Linked DNA regions of Mus musculus: regions 2, 3 and 4 are each linked to region 1. A link is a contact called in public Hi-C, HiChIP or PLAC-seq and promoter capture Hi-C data. All regions are on one chromosome and are shown on one strand. The core of a region is the stretch at or near the end of the contact, and the rest is flanking DNA. Distances in the headings are between cores, read along the strand shown.

What was found. Hi-C and Micro-C count contacts between places; a contact is called where the count stands out from the background. HiChIP or PLAC-seq counts read pairs in DNA pulled down with a chosen protein or histone mark. Capture Hi-C pulls out chosen DNA fragments and counts their contacts.
Region 2: a Hi-C map of cerebral cortex shows a contact between it and region 1, with 2.3 times the contacts expected there. The contact joins the enhancer-like site here to the promoter of Wdfy2 in region 1. A contact is called at or near these places in 3 of 484 Hi-C or Micro-C datasets (cerebral cortex, liver and olfactory sensory neurons) and 1 of 115 datasets of contacts at active chromatin or transcription factors (forebrain).
Region 3: a contact with region 1 is called in an H3K4me3 HiChIP or PLAC-seq map of bone marrow-derived macrophages, with 4 times the contacts expected there. The contact joins the enhancer-like site here to the promoter of Wdfy2 in region 1. A contact is called at or near these places in 13 of 39 promoter capture datasets (the 3T3-L1 cell line, 3T3-L1-derived adipocytes, the C10 cell line and 8 more), 13 of 484 Hi-C or Micro-C datasets (the G1E-ER4 cell line, Th1 cells, bone marrow-derived dendritic cells and 8 more), 9 of 115 datasets of contacts at active chromatin or transcription factors (the SCID.adh cell line, acute myeloid leukemia, bone marrow-derived dendritic cells and 4 more) and 3 of 9 other capture datasets (adipose tissue, liver and pancreatic islet).
Region 4: a promoter capture Hi-C map of adipose tissue shows a contact between it and region 1. The contact joins the promoter of Serpine3 here to the promoter of Wdfy2 in region 1. A contact is called at or near these places in 4 of 39 promoter capture datasets (HPC-7-derived erythroid cells, liver, stem cell-derived epiblast-like cells and 1 more), 1 of 484 Hi-C or Micro-C datasets (nephron progenitors), 2 of 115 datasets of contacts at active chromatin or transcription factors (bone marrow-derived macrophages and embryonic stem cells) and 2 of 9 other capture datasets (adipose tissue and embryonic stem cells).

The regions. Positions count from the first base shown.
Region 1 is chr14:62,836,278-62,838,977 of GRCm38.p6, reverse strand. Wdfy2 (WD repeat and FYVE domain containing 2) reads right to left here and starts at 1,288. Exons shown (of 12, transcript NM_175546.4): 1 at 921-1,288. The coding sequence starts at 1,057. It overlaps Gm26536 (predicted gene, 26536), which reads left to right and starts at 447. Exons shown (of 2, transcript NR_168886.1): 1 at 447-853; 2 at 958-2,077. It overlaps Mir8098 (microRNA 8098), which reads right to left and starts at 1,257; the gene lies at 1,121-1,257.
Region 2 is chr14:62,606,521-62,609,220 of GRCm38.p6, reverse strand. It overlaps Fam124a (family with sequence similarity 124, member A), which reads right to left. Exons shown (of 4, transcript NM_001243857.1): 4 at 736-2,700. The coding sequence ends at 2,566. Among named protein-coding and RNA genes, the nearest start is that of Gm52153, 20 kb to the left of the region's middle. Within about 2 kb of position 1,275, at least 8 of the 459 cell types and tissues checked have an H3K27ac peak or open chromatin away from gene starts, as enhancers often do. A contact at or near this core is called in cerebral cortex, where this site is marked.
Region 3 is chr14:62,702,294-62,704,993 of GRCm38.p6, reverse strand. It overlaps Ints6 (integrator complex subunit 6), which reads left to right. Exons shown (of 19, transcript NM_008715.2): 12 at 98-310; 13 at 1,694-1,820; 14 at 2,481-2,623. Among named protein-coding and RNA genes, the nearest start is that of Serpine3, 40 kb to the right of the region's middle. Within about 2 kb of position 1,378, at least 2 of the 459 cell types and tissues checked have an H3K27ac peak or open chromatin away from gene starts, as enhancers often do.
Region 4 is chr14:62,662,400-62,665,099 of GRCm38.p6, reverse strand. Serpine3 (serpin peptidase inhibitor, clade E (nexin, plasminogen activator inhibitor type 1), member 3) reads right to left here and starts at 1,433. Exons shown (of 9, transcript NM_001199945.1): 1 at 1,384-1,433; 2 at 1-171. The coding sequence starts at 158.

The DNA.
Region 1 (2,700 bases), core at 39-2,538:
AAGAACCTAAGAAACAAATCAAGTAAAAAATGTTTGAATTTACATTAGGTGCTGAAACGATTTTTTTTTAAGTGAGCACTTTTTGCTTTATCTTTGCAATTTTAAGAGTCACAGAATAACTCTACCTCGGCATGATACTAACTTATAATAAGAAAACCTAACTGCCTGTCTGAAGCTAAGAACCCAGACAGTTACATACCTCTGCCACGCTACAACTGATTTTAAAATGCTTGTAGATATTACCCAAATAGTAATTTCAGATATCTTACCCTATCCCCTATATTCAAGCGGCATTCCTCTGGAAATCAAAAACACAGCGCAAAAGGGGAATCCTGAAGGCAGAACCAGAGCTACTTCTGCTAATTAAGCAATCTTGGAAAGGAAGTAGGCAAAGGGAAGGAACTCAAGCAGTTGTCTGCAAAAGTGATCCCTTGCAACTTCCAGTCACTTCCCCTTGAGCTCCAAGACATAAACTTTTAGGAAAGGAAGGCGCCACACGCAGAAGCCCAAAGTTACTCTCTTCACAATTTAATAAGTCCTTGGGTTCGGTGAAAGATGTCCTGGAGATACACAGATTCGGTGAACCGTATAGAAGAAAGAAAATACGTTCCCTTTCTCGTTTGGGTAACCAAACAATGGACCAACTAGCAGCGCCTCCAAATCATCCCGGTGCATGGAGGGTCCTTTAAGCTAAAACACCTGCAAAGCTGGGCGGCTTCTCCCTCTGCCCTTCCCATCCCCAAAACTGGACCAGGTCTGGTGTCTCCTGCACTGTTAACCCAAGGGCCACTCGGACTCCGCCAGGGACCAGTTGCTGAGGCCAAGGCCACCGCGCTGGGAACTGAACCAGTAGGTGCGGTCTACCCTCCCACCAAGCCAGGGCCGGACCTCCGCGCGGCACGGGGACAAGCAGTCAGTACCTGTCCTCCGAGACGCTGATGACACCCTCTTCTTTAGGTACAATCACCGCCATGTTGACCACCTCCTGCGACCCCTCGACCCGCTGCAGCAGGATCGGCTTGCGGGTCAGTGGCTGGGGCTGGATCTCCGCCGCCATCGGAGGGGGCGCGCCCGGGGAGCAGCCGAACGCGCCGGGGGACTTGGCTGAAGAGAACGCTCAGGCTTGCGCTCAGGATCGGGCTGCGAAGCGGAGCGGGCCTTTGGGAGCCAGCGACCATAGCCCTGCCGCCTGTCCAGGGAATGTGCCCGCTCTGGCTTCCAAAACCAACACCGCCGCCACACTAGCCGCAAGCCGGCGCCACCTAAGAGAGTAGGGGGCGGGGAGCAGGGGGCGGGGCGGGGCGGGGCCCTGTCGCAAGGCGGCCAACCCACTTCCGGAGGATGGGCACTAGCAGCCAATGCGCGTGCGTCAGTCCAGGAGCCACTTCCGCCCCGCCGCCCGTAAGTAACCGAGGCCCGCAGTGCTGTCAGGACGCATGCGCCCCGCAGTCCTTTACTTTCCCTTCCACACCCAAAGCTTTGTCCCCTCCCTCATAAAAAAAAAAATCTGTGAATGCGCGTGCCCAGAGCCCCACCCTCTCCAGACTCTGGGGGCGGGGAAAAGCCTACGTCAGCCGCACCGGAAAAGCGCCTGCAGGAAGGATAGAGGCTAAACTAGTTGGGACGTGAGTGTGCATGCGCGCAGATGACTCACCGCTAAGTTTTAACAATAACACACCGGAGAGGGCGCTGTGCTGTCGGCCGTAGAGAAACGGCTCTTGCCAGCACCGCGTGGACTCTTGGGGGTTGTAGTTTCCTCCATCCTCGACGTCCTTGTTCTAGAAAGCAGTAACGCCCACTTCTCAGCCCAGGAGAGATGTGGGCAAACGAAACTCTGCGCCTTCTGTGGGTTATTGCCCAAGTCAGAGGCAGAAATAGTGTAGTATCTAAGAGGGAGAACTAAAGAGCAAGCCCTGCTGAGCAAGACTTCTCTCGGGGTCACACTGCCACCGGTTTTAGTGAGATATGAGGGTAGAGGAAGAAGAGACTCTCATACAAGCTTCTTTGAGGGAGTTTAGAGATCATGGTATCAATCTTCTCTTTGTATTATGAATAAAGGACTCACACTTGAACCTAAGTCTTTTTGTCCAGTCTTGTTTCCAATCCCTAGCAATTGAACATTTTTGCTTTTCCAGTGACAACGGACAGTTAATAAATACAATCACAATATAATATAGAATGACTGTAATAAGGAGAATAAAATGTTGACTGGGCTATGGGGAAATTGGAACTCCTTTACAATTCAGGTGGGGATGTAAAACAGTCTCTTTTGGGGGGGGGGGAATGTAGTATTGCTTCAAAGGATAAACATTGCTACTGTCAGGTCCAAAAGAAACGGTGGGGTACTAGATATCTGTGATTTCCATTAGCATAGCAAAGCAAGGCGAACCTTGAAAGCAAAATGCTAAATGAAAGGAACTAATCATAGAGGACCGTTTATTTTATGATTCCACTTACGTGAAATAATCAGACTAGTGTTTGTACAGAATTGAGAGAGAAAGGAATAAAGCAGTCAGAAGGCTGTCTTCCGTTCATGTATGTCTGTTCGCCAGGTGTGTGCCTGGATCCCTGGAACTGGAGTTATGGAAAGTTGTGAGCTCTAAGTGGGTGCTGTGAGTCAAATGTAGTTCTGGAAGAGTGTCCAGTTCTCTTAACTGCTAAGTCATCTCTACAGGCCCAAGAGAACTATTTTTTCTTTAT
Region 2 (2,700 bases), core at 26-2,525, 230 kb after region 1:
TCATAAGGTCAGTACTGCTCCAAGAGTCAGGATCCACTGGTGAGCACCGGGTTAGCACAGGGAGAAAGCAAGGTTTTACAGAAGGTAGCTGCTCGGTAGACTCCCTCCATCTCCCATGCCAGTCCAGGGCAGCCTGGGAGTGGACTGCAGCAGGAAAAGGTACTGACAAGCCTCTCTTCTGTGTGGTATCTCTGACGTCTTTTAGGGATCACTCAGCTTGGCCGACGGGACTGTGCTGGGGGGACAGTTCACAGAGGAAAGGGTAGAAATACTGAGACTGGAGTTGGGTTTCAAAGATAATCCTTGTGAGGTTAGCATTCCAAAGCAGGGGTACTGTGGGGAACAAAGGCAGATGCCATCTCAGGGATCCAGGACACTCACCTTTACCTTCCTGTCTCTTGGTGGTGATGCATTGGATCCTGTCCCAGAGGTGTGCCATCACCCTAAGTTATTTTTTTCTCCTTTCTGAGGTTAATATATTTTTTAAAATCACTATCAGCTATTGACTTGGAGTCAAAGTTCTGGGCTGGGGTGAGCCATAGGGGCTTATCATCATCATCATCACCATCACCACCACCACCATCATCATCTTCCCAGCAGAGGCTTGGAAAACCTAAGCTGGAATTGAGCCAATCTTCTACAGCAGTCTGTCTTGAGGGCTCCGCAACTGCCACTTGAGCCGATACTGGCCATAACCTGCTCTTAGAAATGAAGTCTGATTGCAACTCAGCCACTCCCATTCACATATCTTTTATTTTTCATGCTGCAATAGAAGCGATAGCAACACATTTGGATAAAGTTTAAAACATGATGTGACAAACTTTAAAATACTTATCATTTAGCCCTTTCCAGAGGTTGGCTTTTTCAGAGGTTGATCCAGAATCAGGACAGTCCACGTTTTTATTTATTTACACCGAGATGACCTCAGAGTCCTGCAAAGTCCAAAGAGAGAGGCCCAGGCTTTCCTTGTGAGGATGGTGGACCCGAGGCTGATGGACAGTGATGCGTAAGAGAGCTTGAAGGTCCTGCTGGAAAGGCTCCGAGAGTGCATCTGAGCTGGTGTAGGCCCTTCCAGAGAGGAGGCAAGAAGCACCACGCTGGCAGGGAACAGAACACGCCCATGCTTTTCTTTCCCACGATTAAACAGAATCTGGGGATAGTTTGGCATTGATCCCAATGCCAGAAGTTGGCATTTGGTGAGGTGGGGTTGTAAACATAGCCTCACTGGGAGGTCTGGTCACCATTCACACGGTGGCAGCAACGGACAACAGATGGGGAAGCTGGGTGACTGTAGTGTCCGCTCTCCCCAAGGCTCCTGCGCACTAGCTGGAGGCTGGCCCTGTGGGACAGCACCACACACTTTCCTACTTTGGGGCATGGGGCACTGGCTCACATGGACAATCAAAAGGACAGCCAAAAATGTTCCAAGCATTTTAACTGTTTACTGGGCACAGTGCTACAAATTACAAAAGATGGCTCTGGTCATTTATGGAGAGATATATGTAGCCCTTTCGAAACGTGTGCTTTTTAAAGTCAGAGATTCTCCTGCCTGCTTCCCCAGCATACCTCATAACCTGTTATTTGTAACTGCAGGCCATGAATCCCCTTATACAAATCAGTCCAGAAGGGACGGTCTGCAGGCTTGCTTACCAACATGAGTCGGCTGAGGAAGAGTGTGCAAAGGTAGCTTTCATACTCAGAGTATTTTGTAAGTGTGCAAGGCATTGGGTACTCATGCTAAGTCTTTATAAGGCTTGCTAGCCAGTTGTGTGTAGACCCAGATTTTCAAGTGCTGAATGGTTTCAAAGCAAGGCTTTCTGCTGTCTGCTGTAGGTTGCTGGCTGTTCTATGAAGCACCCACCGGAAGCAGCACTTCTGGATTCTACGGTCCTGGGTCCCTGTGTGACAGTGGGCACTAGGAAGGCATGCATTCTGTACTGCACACTGACGTGGGGCCAGTCCCTGGGTGTTCTTTCCCCCTTCAACACTTTGGCCTTAGTTATTTTACTTTCTGAGTGTGAACAATTGTCAAGTCAGCTCTGGCTATGTCTTCTTTTTCAGTTCAAATAATTATATGAGGCATTATACTGTATAATTGAGCATTCAAAAATAGATTTTGTGAGCTAAGTGTGTTGAAAATGTATTTCCATAAAAATGTCAGGTGTTTGTTTCTTCTTCTTCTTCTTCTTCTTCTTCTTCTTCTTCTTCTTCTTCTTCTTCTTCTTCTTCTTCTTCTTCTTCTTCTTCTTCTCCTTCTTCTCCTTCTTCTTCTCCTTCTCTTCCTCCTCCTCCTCTCCCTCCTCCTCCTCCTCCTCTTCCTCCTCCTCCTCTTCCTGCTCCTCCTTTTCCTCCTCCTCCTCCTTCTTCCTTTTTCTGAACCTCTAGAAATATGGCACCTGTCAGCTAAGGATAGGTGGCATGGTCAACATGCCAACAGTCTCCCAAGACAGATAATTAAGTTCTAGTCAGCTGGCAAATGGGGCTGAGAGCACCCTGTGAACAAAGAGCTGGTCACAGTGGTACCCGAGTTTCTGTGACTGAGTCTGTCTGAAAGCCAAGATGCGCTCAGATGTAGAACTCCTCCATGTCATCAGTCTCAGGACCAACTGTTGTTGGAGGCAATAGCATGCCTTGGACACCCTGTGTGGCTTTGGGGTCATGACATGGGGTGTGTGTGGATGACTCTGTGAGCAAGGAGGC
Region 3 (2,700 bases), core at 129-2,628, 130 kb after region 1:
AAATTCAATACATAATTTATGGAAGAGTATGGTCACTAGCATCTGATTTATAAATTGTAGATTGTATTAAGACAATTTTTGTTTCTTTTTACTTTAGGCCAAAATTGAATCTGATAGAGTCATCGGATCCGTAGGCAAAAAAGTAGTACAGGAAACTGGAATTAAAGTCCGAAGCCGGTCACATGGGTTGTCAATGGCGCATAGGAAAGGTTTTCAAGTGCTGCAGGGTATTTCGGAGGATGTCCCCCACAGGTTGCTAGACCTTAATATGAAGGAGTACACTGGGTTCCAGGTTGCTTTACTAAATAAGGTAACAGTCAGTTTAACATTGCTTTAGTTGTGTTGTAGTCTGTCATAGAGCAAGTTATAGTTCATATTAACTAACAGTTTGTCGAGGCTTCAAAAGGCTCACTTCTATATGGCTGTAGAATGATACTTAATATATTACCACTGAACCTTTGAATTAAAACAGAAATTGTATATAGTATGTGAATGAATGAGTTGATTGATAGTGAAAACAACGGCTTAAAGATTCCATCAAGTTACAGAGCTGATATTAGAATTCACTTACACTTAAGACCTTAGCATGCTTTATAACTCATTATTAAAATTATTTTTTTCAGCAACCTTTCTGTAGACAATAGAATAGCCGAGCTGATATATGGGAATACAAAGAGTCTGGAATAGCTGAAGCAGTTTTGGAAAAGGAATAAAGTTTGGACAATTGCAGATGCGTAATTTAGAACTGAAAAACTGCTGTGATTATGGCAAAGTGATTGTGTGGTTAAATACAGAGGCGAGGTAGAATGGAATAGGGCAGGTCACACACAGTCATTTAACATGCCATGGGAATCAAAGTGGGAAAAGCCTCTTAAAAGTAGCTACAGCAGTGGGTATCCCTATACAACATAATTACCTCATATTTGATGTAATCATAATCATAAGAATTAAACCTTAAGCATACAGAAGAAAAAAAGAAAACATCTTCATAGTGTTTAAAGCTAATGAAGATTTTTGTAGTATAACACAAATCCAAAAAGAACACAAACCCAAAAAGTTGGTAAATTGAACCTTTTTAAAATTAAATATCCTCTCTTCAGTGAACTGGTATAACTTGAGATGTAGTTGAATGGTCGAATGATTGCCTAACATCTGAGAGCCCCTGGTTTCACTCTCAATACTATATATATTTTAAAAAAGAAGAAAAGAAAACCAAAGTAGGCAAGGTACAGGTCAGAGAAGCACAGAACTTGTGATAAAAGACTGGAATCAAGATATTGACATCCAGACCATGAAAGTGCTCTAAGCTATGTGTGACGATGTCAGCCAACTGTAAGCTCACATGCTTGCTCTTCAGGCCCACATGCTCAGAGAGCAGAGTGCTGATCAAACTCTTCTAGAGGTTAAAGAAGGGCTTTTGTTAACTGATTTGCTTCCCTTACCCAGAGCATACTAAAAGATCTTAAAACTTAGCGGTTGCTTTATTTTGTTGAGCTTACCAGAAAACGTCTTATCTTTTGGCCTTAAAATGTTGTAGTTAATATTGTATCGTCGTGTGTTTGTTTTCTTTTGCTCTTTCAAAGCTGCCTAGTTAGCTTAGTTATTTTAAATTTCATTTTTGAGCCTATGCTGCAGGCTAAAGAGATTTTAAATTCTTTTTAGAAATATTTTATCCTTGACTGTGTTTGTGTAGGATTTGAAGCCTCAGACCTTTAGAAACGCTTATGATATACCAAGACGGAACCTTCTGGATCATTTAACAAGAATGAGATCGAACCTTTTAAAGAGCACCCGCAAATTTCTTAAAGGCCAGGATGAAGGTTAGAGTATGATTTTAAATATTATTTCTGTTTTTAAAACAACCTTTCTTTATAATTGGTAAGGAGATGATAATATACATTGTACAAACTTGTAGTATTCTCATTAATTCAAGTAGGTGATGTAAAGCACTCAGATATACATTCATATAATTAAAAATAAAAATGTTTAAAAGGGTGATTCATCCCTTATTTTCTACACTTCTCCTTCATGTCATTGTTAACCACAACTCCTCTTACCAGTTTATTCACACTTCTTCAGGCACCTGGACTCCTACGGTCATTTTATTGGGCTGTGTTAGCATCTGATAGTTTGACTCTGGGTGACCATTTCATGGCATATTCTGCTACTTCCTTGTTTCTATGGCATCTGTTGTAATTCACACCATGAGCTCTTGCTATGACTAAAGCCTTCTCATCATTACACGTCTTTATTCATGTGCTAGTTTCACTCTACTATTTTCTACAAATTCTACTTTATTTTGCCTACAAGATAAAATTAGTACTTTAAATTTACTTTTGAAGAATTAAAAGCTGTTACATTTATACATGCTCTATACTAACTTCCAGTGGGTAGTAAAATGGGGTTGGTATTCATATATGGGATAGCTAGAGTAATTATTAGTGATGATAACTTTTGTTTGATATATTCTCTCTGAAAAGATCAAGTGCACAGTGTACCTATAGCACAAATGGGGAATTACCAGGAATACCTCAAGCAAGTACCTTCTCCATTGAGAGAACTTGATCCTGATCAGCCTCGAAGGTTGCATACATTTGGCAATCCCTTTAAACTGGATAAAAAGGTAACTCTGAAATGTTCTATGATATAATTTGTTGGATAGCTGTGGTCAATTTAGCTTAAGTTATTTTTGGGGAGGAA
Region 4 (2,700 bases), core at 184-2,683, 170 kb after region 1:
ACGAAGTTTGTCCCGTTTCTCTCTGCTGCTGCACTCCGGTAAAGGTGGAGGGCAAACTCAGTCTTCAGCAGCCACAGGCCTTCACTGAGGGGGCTGCCCCCTCCTGCTGAGAAGCAGGAGGAGAGAAGAAAGAAGGTGACCTGCAGGAGAGGCAGCATGGAGACTGGACACCTGCAGTTCAGAGGGAGGGGAAGTACAGAGAGAATGCTGGTGACAAGGAAGACAAGGTGACAAGGCTCATCATCTGGGAACTGGGGCACCTGGCTCTGTTTTCAGTGGCCAGGTATGGCCCAAAGGACAGTCTCGCTTCACTTTCTTGCTTACCCACCATGCTCCTACATGTCTAGGATGCTTGGTTGGGCTGGGATCTTTTTGAAAACTCAACCCCGTGCTGGAAGATCTGCTCCTCTTACTGTACGTGAGGCCTTGGAAAAGTCCTGGTTATAGTGAAACAAGTCATTATGTTAAGAAATGTCAAAGTGCATCCTATGGTTTCCTAGTACTTAGCCTGCTTATAGCTGAGCCATGTTTCTTATGAGTCATTATAATATTAACCATACTCAAAGTTTATCTTTTAGGCTAAAAAGATTATATATTCTTGGTTGATATTCTCACATCCATACTAGGTATCGTAACTATAGTCATGGGGGCTGTGCTCTAGAGAACTCAGTGACTCACTGGTAGGGGGAGAATAACAGAGTTATGACAGATCCTGGCCTTTAAGAGTACTACATAAAATATTAAGAACATATATGTATGTTCTAAGAGTGATGAATGGGATAGCTGGGCCTAGAATATTAGATTTCATGCTACGTAGTAGATTATTCCACAGAGTAGAACAATAATAATAGAAAGCTCCTCCTCAGAACTGTGTCCTCCCAGGAAGAGGGGCTACCATGAGTAGCAAAGGAATCCAGAAGGGAGCAAGAAGAGCAGAGCAGAGCACTTTCACTACAGTAGCAATCTTTGCTAATTGCTTCAACTGTGGAATCAGACTAGGCCAATGGGAGAGAAATACCCAGTCCAAAGCACTTCCTATACAAGCTTATAAGCAAAGGCCTGGGCTCAGTGGAATTCCCTTTAAATAAAGATCTAAGAGAAAAAGCCATGTTTCCCAGCTCTTCCCTTCAGGGCTGAACACAAATACACGTGACCTCGGAACCCACGGAGTGGGAATTTGCATGGGTGCGTATGTCTAGAGAGAAAGTAGGCTTTACTCTAAGGTCATTAGTGAAAGCTTCAAGTCCTACTTTGAGAGTTCGTGCAGCTTCTATCAGCTTCCGAGACAAGAGCACTTGCAACCCTTAGCAAATAGACTTTGATGCCCAGACTCCTGGTGACCCAGGTCCTGCCATGACTACCAGGGATGTGTTGTATACTCACCGACTCTTTAATCAAATGGTAGTTTCCTTGTTTGATTCTGTTCTTGTGCCTTGAGCATCAACATGCTGCCCTTTTTAAAAGAGTAGGAGCAGAATGTGCCCCGAATCACAAGACATCCCAGGGAGGAAGCTGGTAATTGCCGTCTCTGCCGGCGATGTCTCTACCACTCCGTCCAAATTCCTGGAGCCTGGACGTTCTGCAGGGAGCCAGGAGAAGCATCTCAGCTGTAGGCAGCAAAGCCCAGATGAGAGCAGAGTATGCCTCGGGGACAGAGCCAGCCATGCCCATCAAGCCTTCTAAGGCTTGTGACCTGGTTGTACCAGCAAGGAACCCTCCATCTAGCCCTTTATGACTTTGAAGAATTCCGAGATAACTCTGGGTTTTTGCTGGGTGCCAGGTACCTAGTGCCTCTCTCCTCCTCCTGGAAACAAAACAATAGGTCAGTCTTTGAGCATGGCCTGGAACTTTCAGCAAGTGCAGGGCTGAAAAAGAAAAAAAAGCAAGCAGTGCAAAGTCTGGTTCAATCAGGTTAGAGCAAGACAGCTGGCCTCATCCATTATTAACAAAATCGAGTGTACCTGCTGTGTAATATGAGCCCTAGAACAGTCCTCAGATACAGTGCAACAAGCCCACTATAATAATTTAAGAAAGAGAGATCCCATGGGGGGTCCCTTTAACTTGACAAGTACTCACACCCCTATAATCAGTGGGCAATTCACTTTAAAGTTTAATCATAGATATTCAATCCAAGGGTATTTTGGGTCTTAGGATAGTTACAGTTCTGTAGCTGTTTCATATGAAATCTCTTCAAATCTTGAATTTTGATGTAAATTCACCATTGTGTGTCTTGGACTCTAAGCTACAGTATGGCAGGGGAAAGAAATGTATTTAACTTCTGTCAAAGTACCCAGAGAAAGCATTCATTCCATCTATTCGTGCATCCAAGAACTAGCTCCTGATTGCCTGCTGGGCCCCAAGGCTCTAGGCCTGGTTGGGGAATGTAGCATTGAATCAGCAGCCTGGGCTACACTCTCACTGGACTCTTGTCTTTCACTTTGAACGTGGACTTTAGATGTTTACACTGACAGCGTTAAACAGAAAGCTGCAGTAAATCCAAGGGCTTTTTGCGATGCCTCAAGGTTCTTAAGGTGGACTGACTTTAGCTAAAGTCGATTAATTAAGTAATTGCCAATAGCAGTACGGAGAGATGCCTGAGAAACGACTTCTGAAATTGGGCAATCTGGCTGTGTCACTTCTGTGAATGTGATTTCCTAACTTTATGAATGTACAATTCTAAACTGCTTTTGAAAACATTTT